Linked DNA regions of Mus musculus: region 1 is linked to region 2. A link is a contact called in public Hi-C data. All regions are on one chromosome and are shown on one strand. Each heading gives the region's core, a stretch centred on a gene start, on an enhancer-like site or on the middle of the called end of the contact. The rest is flanking DNA. Distances are from core to core; before and after follow the strand shown.

The links. Hi-C and Micro-C count contacts between places; a contact is called where the count stands out from the background.
Region 1: a contact with region 2 is called in a Hi-C map of group 2 innate lymphoid cells, with 5 times the contacts expected there. The contact joins two enhancer-like sites. A contact is called at or near these places in 7 of 484 Hi-C or Micro-C datasets (the G1E-ER4 cell line, the HPC-7 cell line, embryonic stem cells and 2 more).

Annotation. Positions count from the first base shown.
Region 1 is chr2:10,013,000-10,017,919 of GRCm38.p6, forward strand. The region is part of intron 2 of Taf3 (TATA-box binding protein associated factor 3); the gene reads right to left. Among named protein-coding and RNA genes, the nearest start is that of Taf3, 33 kb to the right of the region's middle. Within about 2 kb of position 2,157, at least 28 of the 459 cell types and tissues checked have an H3K27ac peak or open chromatin away from gene starts, as enhancers often do. A contact at or near this core is called in group 2 innate lymphoid cells, where this site is marked.
Region 2 is chr2:9,746,116-9,751,627 of GRCm38.p6, forward strand. No RefSeq gene overlaps it. Among named protein-coding and RNA genes, the nearest start is that of Gata3, 130 kb to the right of the region's middle. Within about 2 kb of position 3,911, at least 50 of the 459 cell types and tissues checked have an H3K27ac peak or open chromatin away from gene starts, as enhancers often do. A contact at or near this core is called in group 2 innate lymphoid cells, where this site is marked.

The DNA of each region.
Region 1 (4,920 bases), core at 907-3,406, 270 kb after region 2:
TAACACAACAGCACATAAAGGTCAGGTCTGCAATACAGAGGGCAAAAAGAAGTAAAAGTCTAAGCCTCAGAGTCATGAGAATCCCATGAGGTGACAAATAGTGAAGAAAAGCAAGAAGGCCCCAGCGTGGTGGAAAGCAGGAGCCCAAAGTAAGCCAAACCAAGAGCAGTCAATCCGATGCAAGGTGAACCACCTATCCCTAAAGGACACTGCCACACAGTGCAGCTCTGAGCAACTGATACCAAGATATTCTGATGAACTCTTTAGACTTCCAGAAAGGGAAAACAAACAACAAACTCCTTTGATTATTTAAAGAGCTAAAAGGGTAAGTTATATGCCAGGGGAACAGGCTTAGAAACAAGGCTTAAACCAGTGGCCATCAGTGGCCCAGGACCAGAGTAGGTAGGGTCCTGAAACACAAGTCTGAAAACTTGTCAGAGTCTAGTTTCTACAAAGTGTAAATTTAATATCAGAGAGAGCCTTCCTTGGGTAATAGATAGGAACTTTGGATAAAACAATGAAAACAAGTATGTGAAGGTTCTAGAAAGCAAGGAAGAGCAAGCAGACTTGAAAGACAGTTACAGTTGAGAAGAGAGGTCAGCACTGAGGAGAAGCTCATCTTTTGGGCCTTCCGTCTAAGGGCAGACTCTGACCTGGGCTTTGTGAAGTCCCTGGACATAAAGAAAAACCTGCACTGCTACTCTCCTGTGGACTCAGGATGGAGCCTGAGACTGACAACCAAACTCTACAAAGGAGATAGACGGGGAGTGGGAGAGAGTGGACCAGGAGTGGGGCATCCTGGCCTCTACATATAAATTCTGATTTAAACAATTATGGTGGTATTATGTTTTGTCAAAATAGAAAACCTGCAGAGCAAGGGTGAGCCCTAAGTAAAGAGCAGAGCTGGAGCAATAGCAAGCTGACAGTGTGCTCCTCAGTACACCCTCAGTTAGTGTGTCCGTGGCAGGGGCTGTGGATGGAGATACAGTGGGCATGCCAAACTTTCTGTATGTTCAGATCAATTTTGCTTTTTGAACTTAAATTGGCTCTTAAGCCAAGTACATAATTAAATAAAACCCAGGTCATGTAGCATTAAATATAAAATATGTATGGGTAAGTTAATAAATTATGCATAAGAGGCACACTGAAAACTACTGCACAATGCTAAGGAAAACCAAGTGAGTTAGGAAGGAAGAACTAAATCATGCTCATGAACTGGAAGGTTCAACAGTGCCACAACAGGAATTCCTCCAAAGTGACCTAGAGACTCTATGCAGTCCCCAAACTCCCTACAGTCTTTTCTGCACAAGTCAGGAGCCTGACCAAAGACTGATGTGGAAAGACAAGGGCCTCATGGCAAAGCTACAATGAGCCTAAAGAGCTGGCCTACTCGTAAGCTAAGAAGTGGGCCTGCAGAGCTCTCTGCATTTTCATAGACAATATCTGATCCCAAGATCAGAGATTAAAAAGTTTATCTCTCTCAGCCTTCCCTGGGTATTTATCTGAGATAAATGAAAGCACAAATGCTCACTGTAACTTTATCAGAAACTGTAAAACAAGAGACAACTGGAATGTCCATTAACAGGTGAGTGGGTAAATAAGCTATGGTGTGTGTATATGTATGTGTGTATATATATATATATATATATATATATATATATATAATTGCTACTCCTCAATAAAGGCCGGAGTATAGAAATTAGCAATGATATGGATGAATCTCAATATAATTGAGTGAGTGGGAAGAAACAAAAGACATTTTCTATGATGGAAACAGGCCAGCGATTATCTGGAGACAGAACTGGGGAGAGGGGAGATGAGACTCCTGGGGAGGTGGATATTTTCTCATTTGTCTGTGAAAATGGTTTCAGAAGTACTGACACATCTCAAAACTTATCAAAATGCAGACTTGAAACACATGGGATTTATTCCATACCAGGTATATGTCAATCAAGGCTAAAAAGGCAGGATCCCAAGCAAGCGCCAGGTGTGACACACCTGCAACCCCAAAGTCCAGGAGCTGAGATCTGACAACCATGGCCAGAAGGCCAGTCTGCACTACATTATGATAACCTACCTCAGAAGTAGTAAGAGGAGCACCCACAGTGACGCCGAAGCAACAGACTTCAGCTGCTGCTCAGCCTGGGACGCACAGCTGCCAGTCTGAGTTCAGCCAAACTAACTTCCTGCTGCCATAAGCAACCAACAGAAGCAAAATCAACACTCATCAGTAAAGTGCAACAAAACTCAGACTCTTCTATAGACTAACATTAATGCCAGGAGCATAACTAGGACTTAGTAGTTATAGGGAGAAATGCTAACAAAGCCTGCCAAAGAAAAAAGGCAGTCAGAGTCCAACTCAGACAACCAAAAGAGGTTCTCCTGTCTCAGGTTCTCGCTGTCTCAAAGCAAACAAAGCACGAGTCTAACCCTGGGGCTGCCGAGGCGCTTCAACAGGTAAGAGTGTGTACTGCTCTTGCAGAGAAGCTGGGTTTGGTTCTAGAAACCACATCGTGTGCCTCACAACTGTCCATGACTCCAGGTTCAGGAGATCTGAAGCCGTTGGCCTGCACAGGCACCTGCACTCATGTGCACATATGGCTGCACAGACACATATACATAGTTAAAAATAAATCTTAAAAAGTGAAGTTTAACATATGTTTAGCTGAGGTCTCACAAAGATGACAGACTAGAGAAGAAAAAGTACACTTCTCAAGCATAAAAGGATGAAACCACAGTTGAACTGCTGAAAACCAAATACAGTCTTGAAATTAAAAAAGAAAGATACCCATCTCACAAAACAATATCAATATTTAGACCCATGACATATCACTCCAAAGACACCTGACTTCTTACAGAAACAGTGGATCTTTATAGGCAGTACTGGGGTGTCTATGAGGTGGTAAAGGAAAAGAATAACCCCCAACACAGACATCTCTCCCCATAGAAGCTTTATAAAAGCCAAGACTGTTCTGAGAAGTGGACAACTGTAGATCTAAGTCAGGAGCACACACAGTTAGCCTGCAGCATCCTGACATAGCAAGAAGCCCATGTCCATGGTGCTGTCTGGGAACACAGACCAAATATGACAAGGCTCCTGCTGCTAAAGGGCCTGCAGCTGAGACCCACATAGACAAAGGCTGGCAGGCTTTATTCCCATTAAGGATGTTTGAGCTTACTAGTTCAGAATGCACAAGACTGACCATTCTGCTAACCTCCACACTAAGCAATATGAGAGCTACACACTTAAGAACTATTGGGACAGGCAACAAAAACCACTTTATGTAAGAGCACATAAAGCTTTAAACAGCAAGTGTAGCTACTCTGTTACTTTTGGAGGGCAGCAGTGGTTATGACTTGGGAGCAATGTAACCCACAGGAGAGCCTTGGCCTTGGCCCTAAAGCTGTAAGGCTGGTTTCAAGACAGACTGTGTGCGTGTGTGTGTGTGTGTGTGTGTGTGTGTGTGTGTGTGTGTGTGTGTATGACCCTGCACATTTAAAATACTAAATCTGCCAGGCATAGTGGCACAGGCCTCTAATCCCAGCAGAGGCAAAGGCAGGAGGATCTCTGTGTGTTTGAGGCCAGCTTGGTCTGCCCAGAGAGCTCCAGGACAGCCAGGGTGTCATAGAGAGACCCTATCTATCTCGATGAACAAACACTGAATCTGGCATTGTCTACCTGGTACATAAAACCTGGGTCCTCAACAAAGGAAAAAATCCTTTCTAAAGGGTGGAATCTTGAGAGTTATATGGCTTCTATGTTTGCTACTGTAAAGAATTCTAAAACAGTTCTAAAGTAGAACTTCTTAAATAAAGCTCACTAAACATAGATTTTCTTAAACTAAGGCTTAATAAATATGCATAGTTCAAAGACTCCCAGAATCTATGACTGACAGCAATCTCAGCCTAAACCCTTATGTTTGTTATGGAAGATCTCATTTTGCTCCCCAACACCTAAATGTTCCTGTTGAGGATGCTATTACCACTTACTGAGGAAACCAAGTGGTAGTGAAGCTTTTCAGTTCACAGTGCCCTTACTGTCTCAGGCCACAAAAGTGATTCTATTGGTTAAGTAGTTATAGACTAACAATTCAGAATTCATGTAATAAGAGTTGATCACTGTTTAAACGACATATGTGCAAATATTTAAAACGTTGCTAATTGGACCAGCCACTCCTGTTTCCTGTTTTTCAGTAGATTTTACGTACCTCTTACTTTTTAATCATACCAATGACTAAAACTCTAGTTTAGAAAAGATATGACATCATCCAATAATGATGCTAAAACCATGGTGAATGAATGAGCAGCACACATTGTCTGGCAAGACATTAAGCCGGTGTGCTTTCCACTACGTTTAAAATTCCTAGGGCAACAGTGCGCATTCACTGCACCACCTAAGCACAGAGCTGGAAATGGGAAGACTAGACCGCCGTCTCCTGTTCCTGAATTACCAATTACTTTGAAAGATAGTAAACTCATGTTTGGTTTTTTTAAACATATCATAGATTATAAAATCATTTAAAACTTCAAGAATCATTGCTTTAAAGAAAATGTTAGAGTGAAGTCCAGTCTCTACAGTGACCATGAGTAATCACATTTATTGTTCCATGGTTTGGAAGACATAAAACAGGAAGACTCCCAGGGGCTGGGGCGGTGCTGGGAGCTGAGAAGTCCTTGCTGCTCTTGCAGAGGACCTGGCTTTAGTTGCCAGCACTAACATGGGGCTCATAATTAGTAATTCCAGTTCCATGGGACCTGACAACGTCTTCTGTCCTCGGAGGCTATCAAGCACACCCATGGAGTGCATACAAAACATTCACACACATAAGATAAAATATATAACATACAGTTTAAAAGCCAGAAATGCTATGTCACTAAGCATAATAATTATCATGAAATAATACATTCTCTAAAGAAGAG
Region 2 (5,512 bases), core at 2,661-5,160:
CTTTATAAATGGAGACACTTATTTCTCCATCTTCCTTGGGACTTTCATGGGATGATGGGAGAACTCTTCTTGGCCTCAGTGTGCCCTGTAAATGGAAAATATATTTATATATATATCTCCATATATAGGGATTTAATATATTATGTAATAACTACTCATAAAGTTCTCATAAAGTACAGATTACTAGAGGAAAAGACTTCGCTGCATATACATTCTTTATATTAATAAACAGCCACAGGAAATGAGTCCTAGGTTGAGATAGGCATGTAAAATGAAGTATACTATTATTGGGATTAAACAAGCTTGAATTAGACTTTGCAAGGAGCCACATCAAACATGACTATGTATAAAAGCCATGGCAAACTGATGTCCAAAAAGAAATCTGCTAATTGTACTCGGTGAGGACATTTTCTCTCAGCCACTGCAGTTTTTCTTAACAAATAGTGTCCACGTCTCAATTCTTTTAAGGGCTTTGATTTTCCTTATTATGTAAGAACCTCGGCTTAAATTATCCTGAGCTTGGTTGTTTGAAAAGGAGATGATTAAGTCTGATTGTTGGGAGGAAACTTCCTAGAGAGCACACGAAGTAGTAGGTTTCACTGTGGTCTTTTCCAACCAAGATGGCAGAGCACAACAGTCTTTGAGTGGCAAAGACTTAGTTTATCCCCTGGGCAGCTGATATTTCTTTGCAAACTTTAGTAATATCCCTCATTTTTTTTTTACCCAAACTCCACTAGCTTCACCACAGTTTGTGCCTTCTACATTGGCAACAACATCATCCCTCAATTCAGAGTCTCATGCAGAAATAATCAGGTCAAGTGGTTCACCTGCCAATCATTGCCAAGTACCTGTGTTTTCCCTTGCCTCATTGTTGCTCTGAATTCTCTTGTACCATCTGGGCTTTGTGAGCGAGAAAGGTCCACAGACACAGCTGGTTTACATACCAGCCATCTGATCCCATGCATTTTGCAAGCCTAAGAACCAAACAGGTCTCAGTCATGTTGTGATTCATTCATTTAATTAATTTTTAATAAGTATTTAGTACTGACAGAAGCTAACACTTGGTTTGTGGATAAGGCTTGGATGTGCGGTCATTTGTGACAAGATCTCTATGCAGCCCTGACTAGCCTGGAACTCTCTGTTATAGAAGAGGCTAGCCACAAACTTGCAGCAGTCCTCCTGCCTCCACCTCCTGGAGAGCTCAGATTGCAACTGTATACCTCCATGCCCACCAAAGTTTCCATTTGACCCTGACTTTGTAATTGAATAATAGCTCTTTGCCTCGGTTTCATCACTTGTAAGATATTAGTTAATGAAAAAGCTAACCCAGAGTTGTGGCATTGAGGCTACAGCAGGATTATGAGTTCAGGGGTAGCATGGTCAACAAAGTAAGAGTCTATCTCAAGTAACGATGGTGATGGTGATCATGATGACAATGATCGTGCTGATGGTGATGATAGAGTTGACTCCACAAGTCATCCTGAATATAAAGTAAGTGATAACACCGTGGTCCTCAACCTTGGAGGGAATCCTGAATTGTGACATCTAGCTCACATCCAGACTCAACAAGCAAGTGTCTACATATTTGCCCTGCCAGAAAATAATGATGCTGGTGTGGCTTTAAAATTAGTGGACCTGGAATACAGAGTCTAAGACACACTAGAGAGAGGTGCAGTGGCAACACAGACACAGAATTACAGAGAAAGGAAAGTTAGAAGTAGCCCAGGCCAAGACTCTTCACCGGTTTTAGAGTTGGGGGCAGGAGTTCCCGCTATGATGCTTTCTGGTAACTTTATGCAAATGGCAGCCCTCCTTAGCTTAGGTGTGGTTAATGATAATGACAACATAATTGTGGGACTAAATAAAAGCTTGAAACATAATAAGTGCTTCATAAAAAATTTAAGTTACTCTTATTGTATGATCTATTTTGTATGTTTGTTTATTTGGGGCACTTCAGGAAATCAATTCCAAGATCCTGGCATCCAGATCCACTGAGCTACATCCCCAGCCATTCATACTTTTACTGTCTGAGTTTGGTCTGTTTGTCTGTTTGTTGAGACAAGGTCTCACTGTGTAGCCCTGACTTGGCTGGAACTAGAAACAGATCAGACTGGCATCAAACTCACAGAGATCTACCTGCCTCTGTCTCTCAGTACAGGGGGATTAAAGTGCTACATGACTCTGCCCCCTCCTTGCCCTATCCAGGTCTGAGGTTATTTGAGCAATGGGTGAGGTACAGCCCCCTAAAGGAGGAAAGAGCTGGGGTTAGTGATGTGGCTCATTGCAGCAGAAAGTTGACTAAACTAGTCTCAGCCCCTGAGATGCTGGAAATTCTGACAAATCCAGTGACTGAAGAAGGTTACGAGCAGTGTAGACCCTGGCTTGTGAACTACTGTAAATCTTTACTGTACTGCAGAGCAGAGCATGCTAACAGTGAAGAGCCCAGATCTAAGCCATCAGGAAACCACAGCCGAAGGCCGAGCTTCTAGGGTATCAGTTTCCATCAGCAATGTCCCTCATAAGGTTGTGCTTGAACATGAGCTAGTGCTGCTGTTAGGCAAGTTTGTGGAACCTTTGGGACATGTGGCCCGGCTGGCAGATTTAGGTCTCTAAGAGCACACCTTTGAAGGTTGTGTTCCACCTCCAGCTGTGGTCCTGTTCTCTGATTCCTGGTCTCGCTCGTGTGTGAGAACCTCCTCTGTCCCATGGTCCCACATGTACATGTCACATGATCCCACATGTACATGTCACATGGTACCACAGAGTCACTTTAACACACCTCCTCCTCCATGATTCCAGCTCATGAGCCAAGAAAAACCTCTCTGTCCTTAAATCCTTTCTCCCGGGTATTTTTCTCATCGTGATAAGAAAGGTAATTGACAGATACCGTCAGGCAGCTGGTGACTGAGAGAGCCAGACTTCACATCTACAAGTTCCCGTTATAAAACAGTTTGTATTATCCATCCATCCATCCATCCATCCATCCATCCATCCATCCATCCAGAGCCCAAGCTAGGCATCACTTGCTTGCCTATATACATGAGCAGGCATAGCACAAAGCTGTACTACTGGCCTTGGGAGAGAACTAGAACTCAGCGAGTAAACTGCCTCCCTTCCAGAATGCAGGTTCTGTTCTGTTTTTCCCATCAATTAATTTGTGTATTCACCTTGCAGCACAATTGATGCTCTCCTCCTCCTTCTCCTTCTCCTCCTCCTTCCCCCACCCCTCCACACACACAGTGTCTCCCTCCATCCCCACTTCCCTTCTCCTTTGAGAAGGTAGAACTCCCATCCCCGCCCATTATCCCCCAGCCCTGACACATCAAGTTTCTGCCGGGCTGGCGAATCCTCTCCCAAAAGGCAGCCCAGTTAGGAGAATGGGATCCATGGGCAGGACTTAGGAACTGTCCCTGCTCCAGTTGGGAGACTTGCATGAAGACCAAAAAATAAATAAATAAATACAAGTTAAGTGTAATGACCAATCCTTGTAGCCCCAGCACTGAGGAGATGAGGGAGGAGGATTTCTGGGGCTCGCTAGCCAGCGGAGACTACTTGGTGAGGCCCAGACCAATGAGAAAAATAAAAAAATAAAAATAAAAATAAAACAAGGTAGACACACCAGAGGATCAACATACACAGTCATGTTTACGTGCATACACACACACACACACACACACACACACACACACACACACACACACACCATGGACTCATCAGGAGGGTGCCATGAGCAACAAGTGTTGCTTTAATAACAATTATCCTAATCTAGAAACCCAAGGAAAAGATCAACAGTTCCATCCTTCCTCGCTATTCAGCCACCAGTCCTTTGGAGCGGGGCTGGGCCAGCAATGAGAATTCTCAGCAGCAATCTGTGCCGGCCACCGCTGACTTCCTGCTTTCTGTCTACTGTGTTTCAGCAAGGGACTTTCCTCAGTGGTATGCTAACCTACATTTTCCAAACCATCAGGTCCTTTGCTATTGAACCTACCAAAACTGAAAGGGGAAAAAAATGTGTAACACAACACAGAGAAAGCAGCCTGGACATCTTTTGTAAAGCTGTGTGGACATGAAATGGTTTTTAGTAAGCTTGCCAATGAGAGTCCTGAGAAGCACAGATCATTACGTTGCCTGAGAAATGTCTGAGGCTTCAAGGCTAGAACACCACATCCTAATGAGTAATGAGGATTACATAACTAAGAAGATAAGCAACACCACCCACCGATTGCATGGAAATGCTAATGCTGAGTTCCTGGCCGCAGCCTGCAGTAAAAAGGAAGAACAGAACTTCAAAATATTACTCCCCATTGTTGCATAAAACCACGATTGGTTTGCCATGATTGTTCATTTTGCCTTTCGAGATTCTTAACTCCCTATCTAAAAGCTCAGCTGTGTCTTTCATTCACAAATCAATGTTCAGCAAAAGTCCTTAAGAGACCCTCCCCCTCCTCCAACCGAATGCAAGCTTGAGATGTGCTTCAAGGGAAACTTGCATAATAAGTAAAACAAGGACTGCATTCCTCAGGTGGGGAAGAGATCCATGGGAGAGCATATGCAGAAACCCCGGTATGCAAGTTCTAGTGTAAGCATGCAAACACACACACACACACACACACACACACACACACACACACATACACACACACACACACACACACACACACATTCACACACTCAAACACACACACATACACACACATACACATTCAAACACACATTCACACACTCACACACACACAAACACACACATTCACACACACATACACACACATACGCACACATTCACATACGAACACAAACACACATTCACATACTTTGTTTCCAGGGTTCAAATTCTAGTGTAAGCATGCAAATACACACACAAACACACACACACACACACTTTGCTTCCATGAACCATGTCTCAAGTTTCCATTTGCTTGGAGGAAAGGGCTTTTAAGAATTTTTGCTAAACACTGATTTGGAAATGGAAAACTGAGTTTCTCTCAGACAAGGAGTGTTGGCAGAGGGACACCCACATGCCACAGCACGTGTGTGGAAGTCAGAGGACAATTCGTGTGAGTCAGTTCTTTCGTTCTATCATGTGGGGCTGGGGGACCGAAGTCAGAGGACAATTCGTGTGAGTCAGTTCTCTCATTCTATCATATGGGGCTGGGAGACCGAATTTGAAGTCCCAGGTTTGTTGGCAAAAGCCTTTACCTTCTGAGCCAATTTAATGGCCCACAACAAAGCCTTAAAACAAAGAAATCCTACAGTCCTCCTCACTCTGCTGTGGTAGTTTCACTATGGAAAGTTCTTCAGTATTGCTAACTTACATCTCCCTTGCTGCCCGACGTAAGGGACATCTTAGGGCCTGTGTGGTGATATATATCTCTACTCCCAGTACTGGGAAGGCTGAGGTAAGAAAATTGCCCTAAGTTTGAAACCAGCCTGATCTCTATAGCACCGTCCCAGGTCACAGTTTCCAGAAGTTCCTCCTCAGAATGCAGGTCACTTACACTGAAAATGTGAAAAT